Linked DNA regions of Macaca mulatta: region 1 is linked to region 2. Evidence: chromatin contacts called from public Hi-C data. All regions are on one chromosome and are shown on one strand. Each heading gives the region's core, a stretch centred on a gene start, on an enhancer-like site or on the middle of the called end of the contact. The rest is flanking DNA. Distances are from core to core; before and after follow the strand shown. Region 1 holds the start of TRAPPC8 (trafficking protein particle complex subunit 8). Region 2 holds the start of RNF138 (ring finger protein 138).

Region 1 (5,809 bases), core at 1,747-4,246, 160 kb after region 2:
AGTAATATGTGTACAGAGGCCAAATATTATACAATTTCACTTATTTATTTATTTATTTTATTTTTTTTTTTTTTGAGACGGAGTCTCGCTCTGTAGCCCAGGCTGGAGTGCAGTGGCCGGATCTCAGCTCACTGCAAGCTCCGCCTCCCGGGTTCACGCCATTCTCCGGCCTCAGCCTCCCGAGTAGCTGGGACTACAGGCGCTGCCACCTCGCCCGGCTATTTTTTGTATTTCTTAGTAGAGACGGGGTTTCACCGTGTTAGCCAGGATGGTCTCGATCTCCTGACCTCGTGATCCGCCCATCTCGGCCTCCCAAAGTGCTGGGATTACAGGCTTGAGCCACCGCGCCCGGCCTACAATTTCACTTATATGAAATGTCCAGAATAGGTAAATCTACATAGACAGAAAGTAGATTAGTGATTGCCAGGGGTTGGAGGGCGTGGCAGGGTGCAGAATGATAAAAGCCTGTACCAGGCTTCTTTTTGGGATGAACATGTTCTGGAATTAGATAGTAGTAATGGTCACACAACTTTTGGAATAAACTAAAAACCACTAAATTGTACACTTATTTGAAGGGGTAAATTTTATGGCATGTGAATTATATCTCAGAAAAATCTATTTTGGCTAAATTACCATTGAAATTCCTTTTCAAACAGTCTAATTCAGCTGTTTTTACTTTCAGCATAAAAACAAATGGCCTTTGAAACTTTTTAGAGAGTACTAGGATAAATAGTATGTTTGCATTTAGGAGTCCTGTTATAAAAAATGTAATCTTACAACCTGAGTCACACTAAATTATACGAGATTCTCACATTATAAAGGGTAAGGAAGTGTATCAGAAGCATTGAAAAGGGATTGTGTGTACCCCTAGGGATTTAATATAATTTCCAGACATAGATAGTTTCAAGGAAATGAATTTCCAGACCCTTAACTAGCAGATGTTATCTCTTGCAAAAGGAAATTAAATTTTGGGACCCCAAACTGATTTAGCCAAAGGGAAAAGTCAAGCTGGGACTGGTCACGCAAATCTGCCTCCCCCTTTTGGTTCCTAAATAAGATGGCTGCAAGATGAAAAGCTACACGTCTCCCCCATATTTTGCCCATAAGGAAATCCTTAGTGTGCTGTTAAAACTTCATGACAATGCAAATTGATAGCTTATCTTTACAGGTGGTCATCCCAGCCCACCAGACACAAATGCACATCTGATTGTTCCCCTACCCAATTTTGTCTGTTATGAAAAATGCAGATTCCCACATTTTTCCTCTGCCCCTTTTATGTCATCTTATGTAAAAAATGCAGGTTCACTGAGTCAGACAAAGGCAAGAATTACTATTTTCTCCTAACCCCCCCCCCCCCCCGCTTACACGAAAACTGTGTGCTTCTCAATATCCCGCCCATTCCCCTTTAAATTTGGAGCCCTCGGCCGGGCGCGGTGGCTCAAGCCTGTAATCCCAGCACTTTGGGAGGCCGAGACGGGCAGATCACGAGGTCAGGAGATCGAGACCATCCTGGCTAACACGGTGAAACCCCGTCTCTACTAAAAAAACCAAAAAACTAGCCGGACGAGGTGGCGAGCGCCTGTAGTCCCAGCTACTCGGGAGGCTGAGGCAGGAGAATGGCGTAAACCTGGGATGCGGAGCTTGCAGTGAGCTGAGATCCGGCCACTGCACTCCAGCCTGGGCGACAGAGCGAGACTCCGTCTCAAAAAAAAAAAAAAAAAAATTGGAGCCCTCAAAATCATCTTCGAAGAAAGGCATAGACCTGTTTCCCGGGATCGTCCTTAACTTTGGCAAATAAATCTCCTAAAGTGATGGACACTCTTATAAATTAATCTGTAGCCAATGCATGCCATCAATATGTCCTGCTGTGCCTTCCTACCTCCCATTTATCAACTTACATGAGAAGCCTACATCTTACTTGTCATAAATTATTACCATAGTTAAAAACCTGAGGGTGTCAAGAAGTCGAAAAATTTTGAGACATTGACGTTGGGGAAGACTCCTTTAATTAAAGCACCATAAAATCATGACAGAATGATACATTTTTCCCTGCCTTATTTTTTTGGCATGTAATACAGAAGGAACTCAAAACAATTGAGTGACACATTAGTAAAATTCTTTTCATTCACTTTTACTTACAAGGCACACACCATTGACCTTTCCGCCCCCTGCCCCCTTTAAAACAATGTTTGAAAAGTTAGGAATGAAAGCTGGTTCAGGACAGTACACAGTACATAAAAATACTGGCTCCCCCTACCTCCACCACCAGTAAGTAAAGATCCTAGCAGAGTGCAAAAAGGAAGAGGCTGAGGACGAACCACGCAGATCTGCAGGCACACCCTTTCCCTGCGACCAACAAAAATGCAGTAGCGCAATTACACGCTAGTGAATTGCAGCACTCACAACAGCACACATTCTGTTCAATGGTTAAGTCCACATAAAGTGACAGTCCGTTTCTAAAAGCATGGCTGTATTTAAAGGATACACGGTCTGTTCAGGTCCGCTTCAGGGAAACCCCAAGCACTTCCGAGAGATCCACACCCTCTCCCCGAGCAGGTGCAACTCACTGCTCCGCCGGCGAGCGTAGGAAGCAGCGCGACCAACCGCATCGGTTGCCCACAACAGCCAGCGAGAGAGCCTTAGGGACGTCAAAAAGGCCGGGCCTGCGTGGAAAACGAGCGTGCGCCTCCATCACTGCGACAGCACCCGTCCCGAGGTTCCGCGGGCCGCTAGCAGGTCGCTCTCAGCTCCGCTCTGCCAAGGGCGAGCTAGAGAACCTGGCCTAGAGTTGCCCACCTCCCTCTGCCCCCGGCCCCGCCCACCGCACTTGTAGCCCCGCCTCGCCCAGTGGGTGGGGGAGCTTCCGTCACAGCACTTCCGGCTCCAGCCTCCCAACCGGCCTCCGTCGCTCTCCACTTCCCTCTTCTCAGCTCTCTTCCCTTGCCCCTACTGTCTCCTTTAACAGTCACGTGAGGGATGCGCGCGGGGGCAGCTGGGAGTAGTACTGCCGGTTGGTCAGCGTTCGGCCTCAACATGGCGGTTCCGGCCGGGCAGTGACCAAGGTTTTGCCGTCCGAAGGACTAAGTGGTGACTCTCGGCGTCTCCACCTATCGGGGTGGAATGCGAGCACGCGGAGACGAGCGCTGAGGATCGGCGGTGACGGGAAGGGGGGGTTCAGTGGATTGTGCCCCAGAAACCGAAGCGGCGGCGCCTGTTCCTTCTACTTGTCTCTAGGCTCCAGTGCGTTCGGGGCCCCGCCCGGCCGGGCCAGGCCGGCGGGCGGCGGCGGTAGCTGCTGCAGCCGCAGGATCACCTCTCAGGGTGGGCCGGAGGGCCGGCGCCGCCGCTGCCTCTGCCGCGGCGATGGCCCAGTGTGTACAATCAGTGCAGGAGCTAATCCCGGACTCCTTCGTCCCCTGTGTCGCTGCGCTGTGCAGCGACGAAGCCGAGCGGCTCACTCGTCTCAATCACCTCAGCTTCGCGGAGCTGCTTAAGCCCTTCTCCCGCCTCACTTCCGAGGGTATGTGGTATCCTCCCTTTTCCAGTGGGCTCTCGCAAAGCCGTGATGGGAGAAGGAAGTTGCGGGCGTGCAGGGGAGAGAAGGGCAGTGTTTACGTACCGGAGCCGGTACCGTGGCGTCTGGGACTGTGGCCCCGAGGTGCTTCGGGGGCGGCCGGAGGAGGGACCATGAGGTTGTCAAGACAACGCAGTCCTAAGCTCCAGTATTTCTGGGCACTTTCTTTCTTCCTCGGACAACCTAGGTCGTTAAGTAATTGGTTCAAAGATAAACGTGAGTCTAGGAGAACGGCATTGATACTGTTCTCCACGGCCATAGCGAAGGAATTAGGCAGTTGCAAAGCCGCTAAAGTAGGAAAATGTTGCCTCTTAGACCGACAGGGTCTGAGTAAGGAAGACCTGTCATCCTCCCTTGGATGTTAAACTGGACTTTCAAAGTAGTTCTGGATGTTGTTACGTTCTTGTAGCGTTGAGGGTCATCTCTGAACTACCGTTTAGCTATTTTACTAAGATATTCTTAGCTCTACGGTATTTTGCTTACCTCTCAAGAAAATTAAAAGTATTATATGACGAATAAAACTTGAAACAGCTTTTTGCCCGAAGGAAAAGGAAGCAAGCCCAAGTTGTGGTTCATTTGACCTAGATATTTGGAGTTATCTATACTTATAGGGATGGAAGTGTCTTCTCTTGTTAAGGAACGTATTGTTAAGGAGCTACCCGTTTTCTCCAGATTTGGATTTTTTTATTAGGAGAAAATAATGTAGTAAAGCTTCAAACATGTTTTAGCCAGTATCTTGCAAACAACAAAGTCCAAGTAAAGTTTTTTTTATTAAGGTCGGTGAGAACTGAAGGGTTTCATTATAAGTCTGTGTCAGGCAAACGACTGTGATGTTTATTAGCTTAATATGACTTATCCACAAAAAAAATTAGTGCTGTACCATAAATTCATGTATTTTTGAGCTACCCTGTTTTGTGGGAGAATAATTCCATTACAAATTAGCTTTTGTTTTTAGCAGAGAGAGGGAGCCGTTCAAAAAAACAAAGTTTGGAAACTTTTGGATTTTCTTTAGCCTGTATCAGTCTCAGTTCCTTCAATGTTGGACGTAACAAGAACAACAACATGCCCTACGTTTTTAATTTTTTTTTTAATTATTTGCTTATTTATTTATTTATTTATTTGAGACGGAGTTTCGCTCTTGTTGCCCAGGCTGGAGTGCAATGGCGTGATCTCGGCTCACCACCACCTCCGCCTCCCAGGTTCAAGCGATTCTCCTGCCTCAGCTTTCTGAGTAGCTGAGATTACAGGAATGTGCCACCACGCCCGGATAATTTTTGTATTTTTAGTGGAGAACGGGGTTTCTCCATGTTGGTCAGGTTGGTCTCAAACTCCAGATCTCAGGTGATCTGCCCGCCTCAGCCTCCCAAAGTGCTGGGATTACAGGCATGAGGCACCGCGCCTGGCCTTGAATTCCTAAAAAAAACACAAACACTTGAGCTAGTTTGACTTTTATATATATACTCTTTCCTACTTTGTTAATAAGTAATAATAATGCTAATACTTGATACTTGCTTCGTGTAACTTTTTTAGTCCTCATTGAATCCTGTGTTATTGCAATTTTAAATTTGGACCTTCAAGCATGGAAGTGTTAATTTGTTCACAGTTTTGCATCAGGGAAAGATTTGAAACAGGCAGGCAGTGTGACTCAAGACATTGTGTTCTTAATCATCTTATCTCCTGACAATGTTTAGAATTACGTATTTACACCATAGAGCAGTGATGTCTAATTGAAATATAATGTGAGTCACAAGTATAATTAAAAATTTTTGGCCGGGCGCAGTGGCTCACGCCTGTAATCCCAGCACTCTGGGAGGTCGAGGCAGGTGCATCATGAGGTCAAGAGATGGAGACCATCCTGGTTAACATGGTGAAACCCCGTCTCTACTAAAAACAGAAAAATTAGCTGGGCATGGTGGTGGGCGCCTGTAGTACCAGCTACTCAGAGAGGCTGAGGCAGGAGAATCACTTGAACCTGGGACTGGGAGGTTGCAGTGAGCCGAGATGGCGCCACTGCACTCTAGCCTAGCACAGAGTGAGACCCCATCTCAAAAACAAAAACAAAAAAATTTTAGGGCCGGGCGCGGTGGCTCAAGCCTGTAATCCCAGCACTTTGGGAGGCCGAGACGGGCGGATCACGAGGTCAGGAGATCGAGACCATCCTGGCTAACACAGTGAAACCCCGTCTCTACTAAAAATACAAAAAATTAGCCGGGCGTGGTGGCGGCGCCTGTAGTC
Region 2 (6,145 bases), core at 2,020-4,519:
CAGGAAAACGCTCAAATTAGCTTACTCAGTAAGTTCCTGCCAATAACTCTAAAAGCTCCATCTCCACTACGCTGTCTTTGGCTCCAGCCAAATTTCAAAGTCCAGCTCACATTCATCCTCTGTACCCTCCTTGACTCTGGCATTCCCCACAAACCCTGAACACAAACGCTGACCTAAGGCGTTACTTCATCTAGGAAATCATCCCTATCCTTTAGGCTAATTTAGATACCTGCTCTAGATGCTCACATAAAATATCTTCTGTATCAATCACACTCATGTGTAGGTCTCTCCAGCGGACTATTAACAGTCTCCAGGGAAACAGTACTTAGTAGTCCCTGCACCAGACAAATAGAAAGCATTCAACAACTGCAGGGAACGAATGGGGATTAAATGGGAATTTATATTTTAGTAATGTTATTCTAATGATAATGAACTTGCTCCTTTAACTAGGAGAGTCAGTAGTCAAATCCTGTACTGTCATTGAAATGGCAATTAAAATTTTTCATTTTCTAACTGATCCACAGTAACCCAAAGTCCTTATCATTTCAACTCTCTATTCATGAATCAAAAATTGATTTTGTAGCCAAATATAAATTTCTTTAAAGGCACAGGTCTGTCCTTTGTGAAGAAGGCAGGGTAAATGACATAGATAACTATGTTACTTAAAAAATAGGTCAGGCGCCATGTCTCATGCCTGTAATCCCAGCACTTTGGGAGGCCACGGCAGGAGGCCAAGGCAGAGAATGACTTCAGCCTGGGAGTTCAAGACCTGACTGGGCAACATAGTGAGGCCCTGTCTCTATAAAAAAGAAAACAAAATTAGCCAGGCATGGTGGCATGCTCCTGTAGTCCCAGCAACTTGAGAGGCTGAGGCGGGATGGTTGCTTGAACGGGGGAAGTCAAGGCTGCAATGAAACGTGATCACACCACTGCACTCCACCCTGGACAACAGAGCAAGACCATGTCTCGAAAAAATAATAATTTTTAAAAATTCTCTCCAATTCCCCCACTAAACTCCAACTGATTAAGATCCTGTTCCTCCATTACCACCTCTTCCAAATTAAACTTTTTTCTCCCTCTGCCTATTCTTTAATTCATTGTTCAGGCAGAACTGTCTAAGCATAATGAGTTGATTTGAGAAAGGTCCTGAATTAAATACAATCATCTCCAACATTTTCCACAGTCTTGAGGTCAAACCAAATTATAGTCCTTGATTTAAAATGTCCCACAAGGGAAGTGGACTAGAGCAATCTACACGGAATTTTGGGGAGTGCTAAGAAATTACAATGAGGCCCATGAGGTCAATGACCCAAAGGATAATTAGAATGATTCTATCTAAAAAAAATACCTGCTTTGTATATATACAGTTAGCAGCTATTACAACTTCCTCTCACCTTGCCCTCCTCCCTCCCTTTTATCTACCCACTGCCAACACAGCACTTAAATTTTTTTATATATTGGAAAGGGACCAAGTTATGCTAGATTAAAGGTGAAAGATCTATATTGTGCCCTAGACACCTCCAAACCTTTTTTTTCATGTCAAATGGGTAATGTGTTGACCTTGTAACAAGGTTTGAGGGTGGCACATCTCACACATGCCTGTGAACACTCAATCATCACATTATGAACTACAAAAGGATCCCTCAAAACATTTCTCTAAGAATCTGCATTTGTTGCACAAAATAATAAGATGTCATTCATCTCCCTTAAAGAGCGAAAGCGTAACTGGCATAATCTCTATCATGAAAATCCACACACTCTTGGCTCACACAACCAGCACAAAATAGAAATAAAGTAGACAGTGCAGTTAAGATTGGGGAACAAAATGAGAAGAGTTGGTATCAAGAAAACAACCAGAGTAAGGGCATTTGCAATTAAGACCCAAAAATTCAATCCATCCTTTACAAAATTATAGAGCCTTACCTCAAAAAAAAAAAAAAAAAGTGGAAAGAGAATGAAATACATTTAGAAGGTTAGTCAATTCTTTTCGGTTGTTTGCAAGCACACGTAACTTTCAAGCCTGAGTGTATTTTTTAAAAATAAAGATTTCCAGGCCCCACCTGCCCAAAAATTCTTTTGTAAGTTTGGAATGGAGCCTGGGAATTGGTATGTTTACTTAAAAAGCTCCCGGGGGACTCTGATCATCAGTCAGGTCTGTCAGAAGGGCTATACACCTTTTCAAGAAGGGCGCTTTCCAACCCTTACTCACACCCTAGCCGTCCATAAAATCTTATCAAAGTTCTTGTAAATATGCCTGCCAATCAAACGCACGCGTTATCTCACCCAACCCCTTTGTGCTCTCCCCCACCCTGGGGAGCATTTCACTTTCGGCCCATTCCTCGTAACAGAAGTCTGCCTTTCTCCTCTCCACCCTTGTATTAATCAAGTAATAAGCAGAAAGGTAAAACAAAGGGGAACGCTCACTTCCATGCCCGAAAATCCTGTCGGTTTTCACAGACCAGAGAAGAAAACTCATTCTAGATCCCTCTAACACACAGTGGACTGGAAACGAAACAAAACGCTCTGGAGGGTGTTCTGTGAAGCAGGGTTGAGGGGAAGTTACAGAAGAGCTCTTGGACCGAGGGGACGCACCAAGGTTCTGAAAGAGGAAACTTGAAAGCTGGGCAGGTCGCGGGGCGAGCGGGCCCGCGTGGGCACCGCCGGCCGCTTTTGACACTCGACACCCCAACCTTCACCCGGGTTGCTAAGAAACAAAAAGGCTCCAAGTTCCCTGCAATTCCTCCCGGGCCTGGCGGAGACTACAGGGGCCTCCGGGGCCTGAAGACGCCGCAGGGAACGGCCTGGCCACTGCCCCGGGGGCGCGAAAGCCAGGGAGAGCGGGAGAGCGGGAGCTCGGGCTGAGGGGGCAGGACGCGCAGAGCGGGCCCCGAGGCTAAGGAGGAGGGCGGCCCGGGGCTCTGAGGGGCAGGGAACGGGACCTCGGGGGGCAGCGACGCTCGAGCAGGCCGCGGCGGGCTCGGTTCCCGCCAGGCGGCAGCCGGGGGTCCCGGGCCGGAGGCCGGGCCTAAGCAACAACCCGGCTCCGCGCGGGGGAGGGGGCGTCTACTCACACGTGCTGACAGGCCGCGGTCCGCACGGGCGTTTTGAGCACCTCCTGACAGACGGGGCAGTAGAAATCATCTTCGGTGTAGGACGTGGCCGCGGAGAGGTCCTCGGCCATGGCGGGGGATGGGGAAACAAGGCGATGGCGACAGCGGCAGCGGCCGAGGTGACGGTGGCGGCCCGGGGCCCGACTCCCTACGCGAACCCGGAGGGGGGAGGGGGATCGCGTCAGGATGCGGCGCGCTCCAGGAAGGGGGCGGGGCCCTGGGTAGGGCGGGGCCGAACGCAGAGACGCGACTGCCGCACGCGCCGGGCAAGAGGCGACCCCTCCCACGGCTCCTCCCACAGGGGCTGGATGGGGGCGGTGCTTGGCGGGAGGCTGGGCTTGCAGCGTGCCGTGGGCCCGCCCGGCTCGCCCCCAGGCCGCGGCCTCACGCCCCAGGCCACGCCCTCACCGAGCTCCAGGCGCGGGCTGTCGCTCCGCCCTCAGCCGTCGTCTTCGCCCAAGGTCTTCCTTTTCACCGTTTTCCCGCTCTTCTCCTCACCCCGACCCCGAGCCCCGAGCCCCCAGGTCGTGTCCGCGACTTCCTCCCCGCCTCGCTTCCCGGCACCCCGGCCCCTCCACGCTTCCGCCGGGGGGACCCTCACCTAGGAGCCCCGAAGCGGTGCTGTGGACGGAGCTGCTTTTCCTTCACGTGTTCGTAGAGACGCGGCCCTGCGCTTTCCTCGGGCTTCCTGTCCGGCCGCCACTACCTTCGCAGCCGAGGCCCCGGGGCAAATGGAGGGCGGCCTGCGCTGTGCTTATCGGCCCCAAACGGGGCCGGACCCGAGGCTCATGGTGTAGGGAGATTCGCCCGCCCCCGCCAGCAGCTCTCTCTTGGCATCGCGCTGCCTACAGCCTACTCGGCCGTCACCGAACGCGGGAGCGCCTGGGAGCTGGGACGGGGTGTGAAGCGCGGCCTCTATAGCAACCGGCGCGTGGCACCTTCTGCGGGTTGTGACATAAGCAGCTGGGCGCCCGCGGTGACACCTGCGCCTCCCCGCCCTGCCTCCCTAGGCCCGGGACCCCAGCCACCTCTCCTGTCAAATACATTGGGCTTTTCAGGAAGTTTTCGTCAATGTTCAAGATTTAGTCTTTACTATTTGCCCCACCAGAATGTTTTGATCTTGTCAAGATGTGTTATAAACAAATATTTGTTATAGGATTTTAATCCTTTGGGGACAGGATTAAAGTTTCCTTGAGAGGATGTCCACTTTCTCCTTTAACGGCATGACTGATGCTTAAATACGGTCGCAGATGGAGTCTTCTACCCACACCTTTGGGTTGATTTTTGATTTTTTCTTTTTTTTTTTAGCTTTGAAGAGAAATGCTGTAGAAGCATGGACGTGGATTTTCACCAAGGTTATTCACTAATTTAAGTGTTTTATTTTTATTCTTTTTTTGTTTGTTTTTTTGAGACAGGTACTCACTCTATCTCCCAGGCTGGAGTGCAGTGGAGCGATCTTGGGTCACTGCAACGTCTGCCACCCGGTTTCAAGCGATTCTGCCCCCTCAGCCTCCCGTATAGCTGGGACCACAGGCGTGTGCCACCACACCCGCTAATTTTTGTGTTTTTATTAGAGACAGGGTTTTACCACGCTGGGCAGGCTGGTCTTAAACTGACCTCAAGTGATCCACATGCCTGGGCCTCCCAAAGTGCTGGAATTACAAGCGTGAGCCACCACGCCTTGCTTGTTTTTTTGTTTTGTTTTGTTTGTTTGATGAGCCCTTAATTTCCAGATATATCTGCACAATTGATAATTTATAAGATGGTTCAGCCTGGATAACAGAGTGAGACTCCGTCTCAGAAAAAAAAATAGAGAAGGCTGGACGCACGCCTGAAATCCAAGCACTTTGGGAGGCCAAGGCGGGTGGATCACTTGAGGTCAGGAGTTCAAGACTAGCCTGGCCAACATGATGAAATCCCATCTCTACCAAAAATACAAAAGTTAACCGGACATGGTGGTGGGAGCCTGTAATCCCAGGTACTCGGGAGGCTGAGGCACGAGAATCGCTTGAACCTGGGAGGCAGAGGTTGCAGTGAGCCGAGATTGTGCCACTGCACTCCAGACCTGGCGACAGTGAGACTCTGTCTCAAAAAAAAAAAAGAAAAACAGAAAAAAAGGATAAATCTATAAGATGGGATCACAATGACCTGAAAGAAGCTAAGGAAAATCTGGAACATTATATAGCATGTTCAATTAGCTTCAGAGAAAAGAAAGGTTTTATTACCATACTTTGTTAAAACCCTCCCCCATGGTCTAAATGAATAAATAGAAGCCATTTAAGGGACTAGTTAAATCAATTCTGCCATTTATTGTCTATGTTGACATTGGCACTGTTAGGTGTTATGCAGATGTCATGAACTTTGCTTTCAACTAGTTTACATTATTACATATCTATCAGAATGAGAGAGAAAAAATGGCATTTGCCAAAGTATCAAATTTTGCATTAAGCGATGGCTATAATGAGGATCAGAAATGGAATGATTAGAAATATATGGATTTAACAGAAAACGTTATGGAGGAAACGGGTTTTAGTGTACATCTCAAAAGCAGCCCAGGAGGCGGAAGTTGCAGTGAGCTGAGATCACACCACTGCACTCCAGCCTGGGTGACAGAGCAAGACTCAATCTCAAAAAATAAAAATAAATAAAACTTTCTAGTCAAATGAGATAGACCTTGATATGCTAAAGAGAAAAATAAAATAATTTAGAATACTGATTTCTTGACAAGGCCTGGCTTTATCTTACTACAAACCCTCAAAATCCTGTTTTGCTGGTAAAAGTGATCGCCTTTGAAGAAGTGAACTGGGAAGCTGGAGGATGGAACAGGAGAGAGGCTCATGTGTCACTCTCTACCCTTTGGTATCTTTGTAAATTGGTACCACGTGCAGTGTTGACGCTCACCTGGTTTGTACCAGTACCACTTTCCCGGTCTTTTTCAGCCTTGTCCATCCTGATTGGTCAGTAGTCTGTTCTGAATGACCAGCGCCAATTTGGTTCCAGTTGCTAAATATTTTTAATATTACTCTTGACTATGT

Evidence for each region. Hi-C and Micro-C count contacts between places; a contact is called where the count stands out from the background.
Region 1: a contact with region 2 is called in a Hi-C map of fetal cortical plate, with 2.0 times the contacts expected there. The contact joins the promoter of TRAPPC8 here to the promoter of RNF138 in region 2. A contact is called at or near these places in 2 of 14 Hi-C or Micro-C datasets (fetal cortex germinal zone and fetal cortical plate).

What each region holds. Positions count from the first base shown.
Region 1 is chr18:60,566,747-60,572,555 of T2T-MMU8v2.0, forward strand. TRAPPC8 (trafficking protein particle complex subunit 8) reads left to right here and starts at 2,997. Exons shown (of 29, transcript XM_015121782.3): 1 at 2,997-3,520. The coding sequence starts at 3,364.
Region 2 is chr18:60,411,353-60,417,497 of T2T-MMU8v2.0, forward strand. It overlaps RNF138 (ring finger protein 138), which reads right to left and starts at 3,270. Exons shown (of 5, transcript XM_077975066.1): 1 at 3,072-3,270. The coding sequence starts at 3,181. LOC114673898 (small nucleolar RNA U13) reads right to left here and starts at 1,640; the gene lies at 1,538-1,640.